Regions from separate parts of the Mus musculus genome. Here region 1 is linked to region 2. A link is a contact called in public promoter capture Hi-C data. All regions are on one chromosome and are shown on one strand. The core of a region is the stretch at or near the end of the contact, and the rest is flanking DNA. Distances in the headings are between cores, read along the strand shown.

What was found. Promoter capture Hi-C pulls out the DNA fragments that hold promoters and counts their contacts.
Region 1: a promoter capture Hi-C map of cranial neural crest shows a contact between it and region 2. The contact joins the promoter of Hnrnpu here to the promoter of Ier5 in region 2.

What each region holds. Positions count from the first base shown.
Region 1 is chr1:178,335,945-178,339,280 of GRCm38.p6, reverse strand. It overlaps Hnrnpu (heterogeneous nuclear ribonucleoprotein U), which reads left to right and starts at 1,466. Exons shown (of 14, transcript NM_016805.3): 1 at 1,466-2,328; 2 at 3,123-3,234; 3 at 3,326-3,336. The coding sequence starts at 1,710.
Region 2 is chr1:155,098,018-155,101,234 of GRCm38.p6, reverse strand. Ier5 (immediate early response 5) reads left to right here and starts at 1,599. Exons shown (of 1, transcript NM_010500.2): 1 at 1,599-3,217. The coding sequence starts at 1,805. The coding sequence ends at 2,731.

The DNA.
Region 1 (3,336 bases), core at 217-2,716, about 23 Mb before region 2:
TTGTAGCCAAGGATGACAATGAATTTTATTGACTGAGTTGCTTAGTTGCTTAGCTTGAGACAGGGTTTCTTTGTGTAGCTCTGGCTGTCCTGGAACTGGCTTCATAGACAGGGTGGGGGTGGGGGTGAGGGGATGGGGGTGGGTGGGTGGGGTGCCTCTGCTTCCTGAGCGCTGGAGCCAAACTTGGGTGTCACCACTGCCTGCCTGGCTGACACTGAATTCTTGATCATCTTACCTGTATCTCCCAAGTGTTGAAATTATACACATGTACCACCAAGCATAGCTTGGGTGCAATCTACACAGGAAGGCCCCAGTGTAGAAATTAAATTCTATATAAAAGTTTCAAGAACACAACATATTTAATGCCAGAAAACAAATCATAATTTTTTTTCTTTTCTTTTTTGAGATAGGGTCTGGTATTCAACCCAGATAAGCCTGGAATTTACTAAGTAGCCCAGGCTAGCTTTTAACTCTTGATACTTCTGCCTCACTCTGCCAAGTAATAGAACTACAGGTGTTTTCTTTTTTTACTAAATCCCAGCCTTTTGTTACTACCAGTTTGTAGACAAGTCAGCAGGTATACAAACATGTTTAGAGTGGCTGAAAAAACAGGGAGAGGATCAAAGTGCATAATCTAGCTGGGTGCTGGCTGTCTTCCTCATCTGTAATTAAAGGGTCTCCAAACTGGTGGATCAGATTTGCAGGGGACAGAGGCCTATCTTTATAGTACAACGAGGGGAACTTCCATGAAAATCTAAGGCTTACTCAAAGGTCAATAGAAAATACGGTGAGTAGCAACACAAGGCCCGCTCTATATGGCTGTTAGGCATGGTGGAGTACAGCAAGCCTCTTTCCCAAACCTTGCACCACTGGTTGGGGAAGAGACAAAAGAAAGGCTCTGGCCTCGCCCTTGCGGAACTTAAAATAAGTCCGACTGGCAAGGCAGGACTTGTAAAATTTAAAAACGCAGTTAAATGGTGGAAAAACTAAACAAAACACCACCTTTGCATAACAATCGCCTATGGGTGTTCTACAGGGCAGCGGTGGAAACTTGAAGAGTTTTTTAAACCTAGAGCCGGAGGGACAAAAAAAAAAACAAAAACCAAAACAAAAAAAAAAAAACCCAAGAAACAACAACAAAAAAAACAACCCGAAAACCAAAAAACTAAACTAAGATGGAAGAAAGGAGGTTGTTCTCGAGTGGAAAATGCCAGGTGAGGACTGAAGGCGGGTGGAGGAGAGCCTCCGCCAGGACACAGAAGGCAGAGCGCCGGTGGAGCGCGGCGGCTCAAGAGCCGGAAAGGCCGGCGGCCACTGCGGCGGGTCCGTTTAACCGAAAGGTGGCTTCTAAGAGCCTCCATTTGCGCGGTCCGGCCCAGCGCGGAGGTCGCGCAGTGGGGGCGGGGCGGGGCCTGCGCGCGCAGCCGCTCTAGCGGGCCTCGCCTCGGCAGGGGGCGGGGCGCCTATATTACGTGCGCGGCGCCGCCCCTGCGAGAGGACGTTGCGTGCTCGCTCGCGCCGGGCGAGTCTCCGCGTCTTGCCTCGCGAACTCGGTGAAAGGAATTGGCGCCGTTCGACACCAGGCGGGTCCGTTCTGCAGCAGCACTCAGCCATCTCCAGCCGCAGCCGCCGCCCGGGCCGACCAGCAGCAGCCGCCGCCGCCACAGGCCGAGGGAGCCAGCAGTCAGCGGGGAACCGGGGCCCTCAACATGAGTTCTTCGCCTGTTAATGTCAAGAAGCTGAAGGTGTCGGAGCTGAAGGAGGAGCTCAAGAAGCGGCGCCTCTCCGACAAGGGCCTCAAGGCCGATCTCATGGATCGACTCCAGGCCGCGCTGGACAACGAGGCAGGAGGCCGCCCCGCCATGGAGCCCGGGAACGGCAGTCTCGACCTAGGTGGCGATGCGGCCGGGCGCTCGGGAGCGGGCCTAGAGCAGGAGGCCGCGGCTGGCGCCGAAGACGACGAGGAGGAGGAGGGCATCGCCGCTCTGGACGGCGACCAGATGGAGCTGGGCGAGGAGAACGGGGCGGCGGGGGCGGCTGACGCCGGCGCGATGGAGGAAGAGGAGGCAGCGTCGGAAGACGAGAACGGCGACGACCAGGGCTTCCAGGAGGGGGAAGACGAGCTCGGCGACGAGGAGGAGGGCGCGGGCGACGAGAACGGTCACGGGGAGCAGCAGTCCCAACCGCCGGCAGCGGCGGCGCAGCAGCAGCCTTCCCAGCAGCGTGGTGCCGGCAAGGAGGCCGCGGGCAAGAGCAGCGGCCCCACCTCGCTCTTCGCGGTGACGGTGGCGCCGCCAGGGGCGAGGCAGGGCCAACAGCAGGCGGGAGGTAAGAAGGCGGAAGGTGGCGGGTGAGTGTTGCGTGATGGGTGCGCGTGGCGGTGGGGACCGTGCCCCAGGCCTGCCGGGGCCCCTCGGGGCGAGCGCCGCGGGAGGGTGGGGGCGGGGGAGCCCCGGGAGGCTCTGCTCGCCATGCCGGCGGCGCCTCCATTATGTATGTCGGGCGCCGGGGTGGGGGGAGCGCTGCAGCTGCCGCGGTGGGGGGGCCGGCCGGGCGGGAGCGCCGGCCGCTGGGGCGCTGCGTGCGCGCGGTCCGGGCACATGTCGGCGGTGGGGGGAGGGGAGAAGCCCGAAGGTCCCGGAGCGGGCGGGCTTTGGCGGCTTAGCGCCGCGGTATTGTGCAAGGAGCGCAGGGGCTCGTGGTGACGTCACTTCCGGCGGCAGGCGCGGGGAGCGGGGCGGAAGCTCAGTACAATGCGGCGGCGGGGCACGCGGGCTCGTGTGGGGGAGGGGAGGTGGGCCCAGGCTTCCCCCCCCCTCGTTTGAGCGCGGCCGGCGCACGTGGGCCCGGGCGGTGTCCCGCTTTTTTTTTTTTTAAACTCTTTTTAAAAAATGCTTTCTGGAAGGTTGCGGTAGGCTGGCAAGTTCAGTCTTCAGACTGCGTCACTGTGTCCAGTCCAAGTCCAGACTTTTTTATTTTCATTTGTCGATTAAAAAAGTCAAAGAATCAGTCAGAAAAAAATAATCAGTAACAGCTCTTGAGGCTCGAAACACAAAAGGTGCTTAACTGCATTATTTAGTTTTCGGCCTGATGCTTTAAGGCGGTGTTCTGTGTCGTTATAGGAGACGGCAAAACAGAACAGAAAGGTGGAGATAAAAAGAGAGGCGTTAAAAGACCGCGAGAAGATCATGGCCGAGGGTATTTTGAGTACATCGAAGAAAACAAGTACAGCAGGTAGAGGCTCCTCACCCAGTTTTAACAGTCGCCCGCTCTTTTTGTATACAAGGTGGGGAAAGCTTTATCAGGAGACAATTCTGTCTTTCAGAGCCAAGTCTC
Region 2 (3,217 bases), core at 350-2,849:
AGATGCAGCATTACCTGATACACTCTCACTTGTAATGCACTGGGCCCCATCAGAGCCTCACTGGTCTGCTCTTCTTAGGAAACCTGAAGATGAAGTAGGGACAACTCTGTTGCTTTAAGGGTGAGTGGTCAGGATCTAGATGTGGTCTTGGATTTCAATACCCAATAAATATTTGTCAAAAAATAAAATAAAATAAAAAAGATTTTCCAAGAGAGAAAACGGAGAAGAACCTCATGCTATTACTGAACATATGTTGCTGTTGCTACATGTTATAATTATTTTCTCTCCTTCTCTATGTGGGCTGAGAATTCCTAGAAGGGAGGGACTCTGGGCTTCAGTTGTAGCAGTAATAGTGGCCAAAGTTAGCATCCCCCAAACCATCAGATCTGAAGGCATCCTGGTTGTGAACTGGCTCTTAATCAAGCCTACCTCTCACTAGTATTTCTTCCATGTAAATGGCCAAACCTATTGTAGGGTCAGGCAAACCTTTCACATAGACACCGTGTAAGCTGTGGTTAACTTTATTATTTAGATTGACTCTGAGAGTTGCCATTTATCTTCTGTGTAATAAAGAAGGTGTATCTGTGATTTCTTCATTTTATATTTGAAACTTCAGGGCCATAAGGCAATTTACAGAGCCATCAGGCACCAGTACAATCTTGTCATGGTCCTTCTGACAGGGATTTGCAAGACTCAGTGGATGGGACTACATTGACTGACCAGAAAAATTTTAGGAACCCTCCCCCCATACTTGACAAAAAACAATTTACATAATCAACATGGGAAACCAGAACTTATTTGTATTTTTAGAACTTACTAGATTTCCCCCAAAATAGATCAGTTACTTATTGTGTGTGTGTGTGGGGGGGGGGTATTAAACAAACAGACAAACAAAGAAAACCATTGTGGAGAAATAGGTAACATCTTCCATTTAAAATATGTGATAACTGAGAATCTGGGGAACGAAATGAAAGATGCCAGCTTTAGGTGAGAACAAACAACGTTGTACCTGAATTCTGTTCCTTCATAAGGCAGAAGCTTGGGTATTTCTAGAACGTTCCCTTTTGTTTGTAGTTAAATGCTGAGTATAACGCTAATGGGAAAGGGGCTAACTCCAACATAATATCTCAAATATATCGTGCTAGTTGTCATATATTGTCATCGCTTCCATTTCTGCCAAGAATGACCAGAAATTACAGCTGAAACAGCTATGAGCAGCTGGAAATTGTGTATGAAAGGAACTGAATTTTATTGTGCAGTAGATTCCAGCACACTAAACGAATGAAAGTTCCAGTCAGTGTGCTAAGGTACATCACAAAGCGGAATCCCTTACTACATACAGTTCTGTGGGCCTCGTTCTCCTCTATCAACGCCTCTGAACACAAATCCCACCGCACATGATCAATGGGCTGCCTGCAATCTCCCCCTTTAAGAGCTTGCTCCGCGGGACTAACGTTTGAACAGGCCCTGGGGCCCCTCCTCTGCCTCTGATTGGTCGGGGGCGGAGCACGAGGCACATCTGCCCGCCCAGAACGGTTAGCGGCGCTTTGTGATTGGCGTTCGAGGAGCATATATAAGGTGCAGTGTGGCCCCGCAGCGCTCAGTTTAGAGTCCGGCTCAGAACGGTTCTGTTGTCTGAAGGGAAGCGGCGGAGGGGGACTACGCGTCACCAGGTCTTTTCTCCACCGAGCTTTCAGACGCCGAGGGTACAACCACAGAGGAAGACCTGATCCCGCCTACAGCTCCTCTCGCAGCTTCAGAAGGCAAGCAGGCGTTCACCCTATCGTCTGGAAGCGAAGGCAGGATGGAGTTCAAGCTGGAGGCTCACCGCATCGTCAGCATCTCCCTGGGCAAGATCTACAACTCGCGGGTCCAGCGCGGCGGCATCAAGCTGCACAAGAACCTCTTGGTGTCGTTGGTGCTGCGCAGCGCCCGCCAAGTCTACCTGAGTGACCCCTGCCCTGGCCTCTACCTGGCTGGCCCTGCGGGGACCCCGGCGGTGCCGCCGCCTCAGCAGCCTGGAGAGCCTGTAGCCGGGCCACCCTCCGGCTGGGGAGAGCCGCCCCCGCCGGTCGCCCGTGCCGCCTGGCCGGAGCCCGAGCCTCAGCCGCAGCCTCAGCCTCAGCGTCCCTCCGTGTGCCACACGCCCGGAGCGGGAAGCTCAGAACCGGTGGCCGCGGTGGCCGGATCGGGGGAAGCTCTCCGGGGCGGAGAGGAGGACTCGGCGGCAGCTGCTTGGGGCCGCGTGGAGCGTCCGCGCGCGGCGTCTTCAGGAGGTGGCTCGGACGCGTGCCCCGAGGGGCCCCGGGCAGTGCGCCGCCCGTGCGGCTGTCCCCCGGCCGTGGAGGAGCGGTCCTCCGAGGACGGGTCCCCCGCGCCACCCGCCCCGTGTCCCAGGAAGCGTGGCGCAGCGGGAGTGGGTGGCGGCCGCGCGAGCTGCTCGGCACCCGGCTCTACCCCTCTCAAGAAGCCGCGCCGGAACTCGGAGGAGCAGCCAGTCACCGGCGAGGACGACACCGACGAGGAGATGGAGACCGGGAACGTGGCAAACCTCATCAGCATCTTCGGGTCTAGCTTCTCGGGACTCCTACGGAAAAGCCCCGCAGGCGGCCGAGAGGAAGAGGAGGCGGAGGAGGGCGGCCCGGAAGCCGCCGAGCCGGGGCAGATCTGCTGCGACAAGCCGGTGCTGAGAGACATGAGCCCCTGGAGCACAGCCATCGTGGCCTTCTGAGCCCCCGGGACCCGAGTGGCTGGAGCTTGAGCAGCGGGAGTCCCCGAAGTGCGGCCGGGGCCTCTCCCGGCCGCGAGGACGAGCCGAGACCGTAGGCGCTGGGCGCGTAGGGGAGACTGGTTGCTGCCGGGCAGCACATCGCCCCAGAAGGGGCAGCCCGGCTGGGCCGTGGCTCTCGAGTCTCATCCTGAGACCTAGAGTTGGAGGCTTATTGGAAGAGGACGATCGATCGTTAACTTTTGTATCTGTGTGTGTCCGTGTGTAAGTTTGTCTTGTGTTGAGACTGTTCTGTGATTCTGGAATGCACCACCCCTTCCCCGGGGCTTGAGACTTTGGGGGTGCAGACAGGGACTTTCCTCTGCCAGCAGCACAGAAAAGGAAGCTGCAGAAAGGCTCGAGGAAGGGGAGTTCCCCGTTCGATCTTGGGGGAGAGAGGGACTTTACACACACCTCTCTCTCATGAAAGCTACGACCGCACCGGGGCGC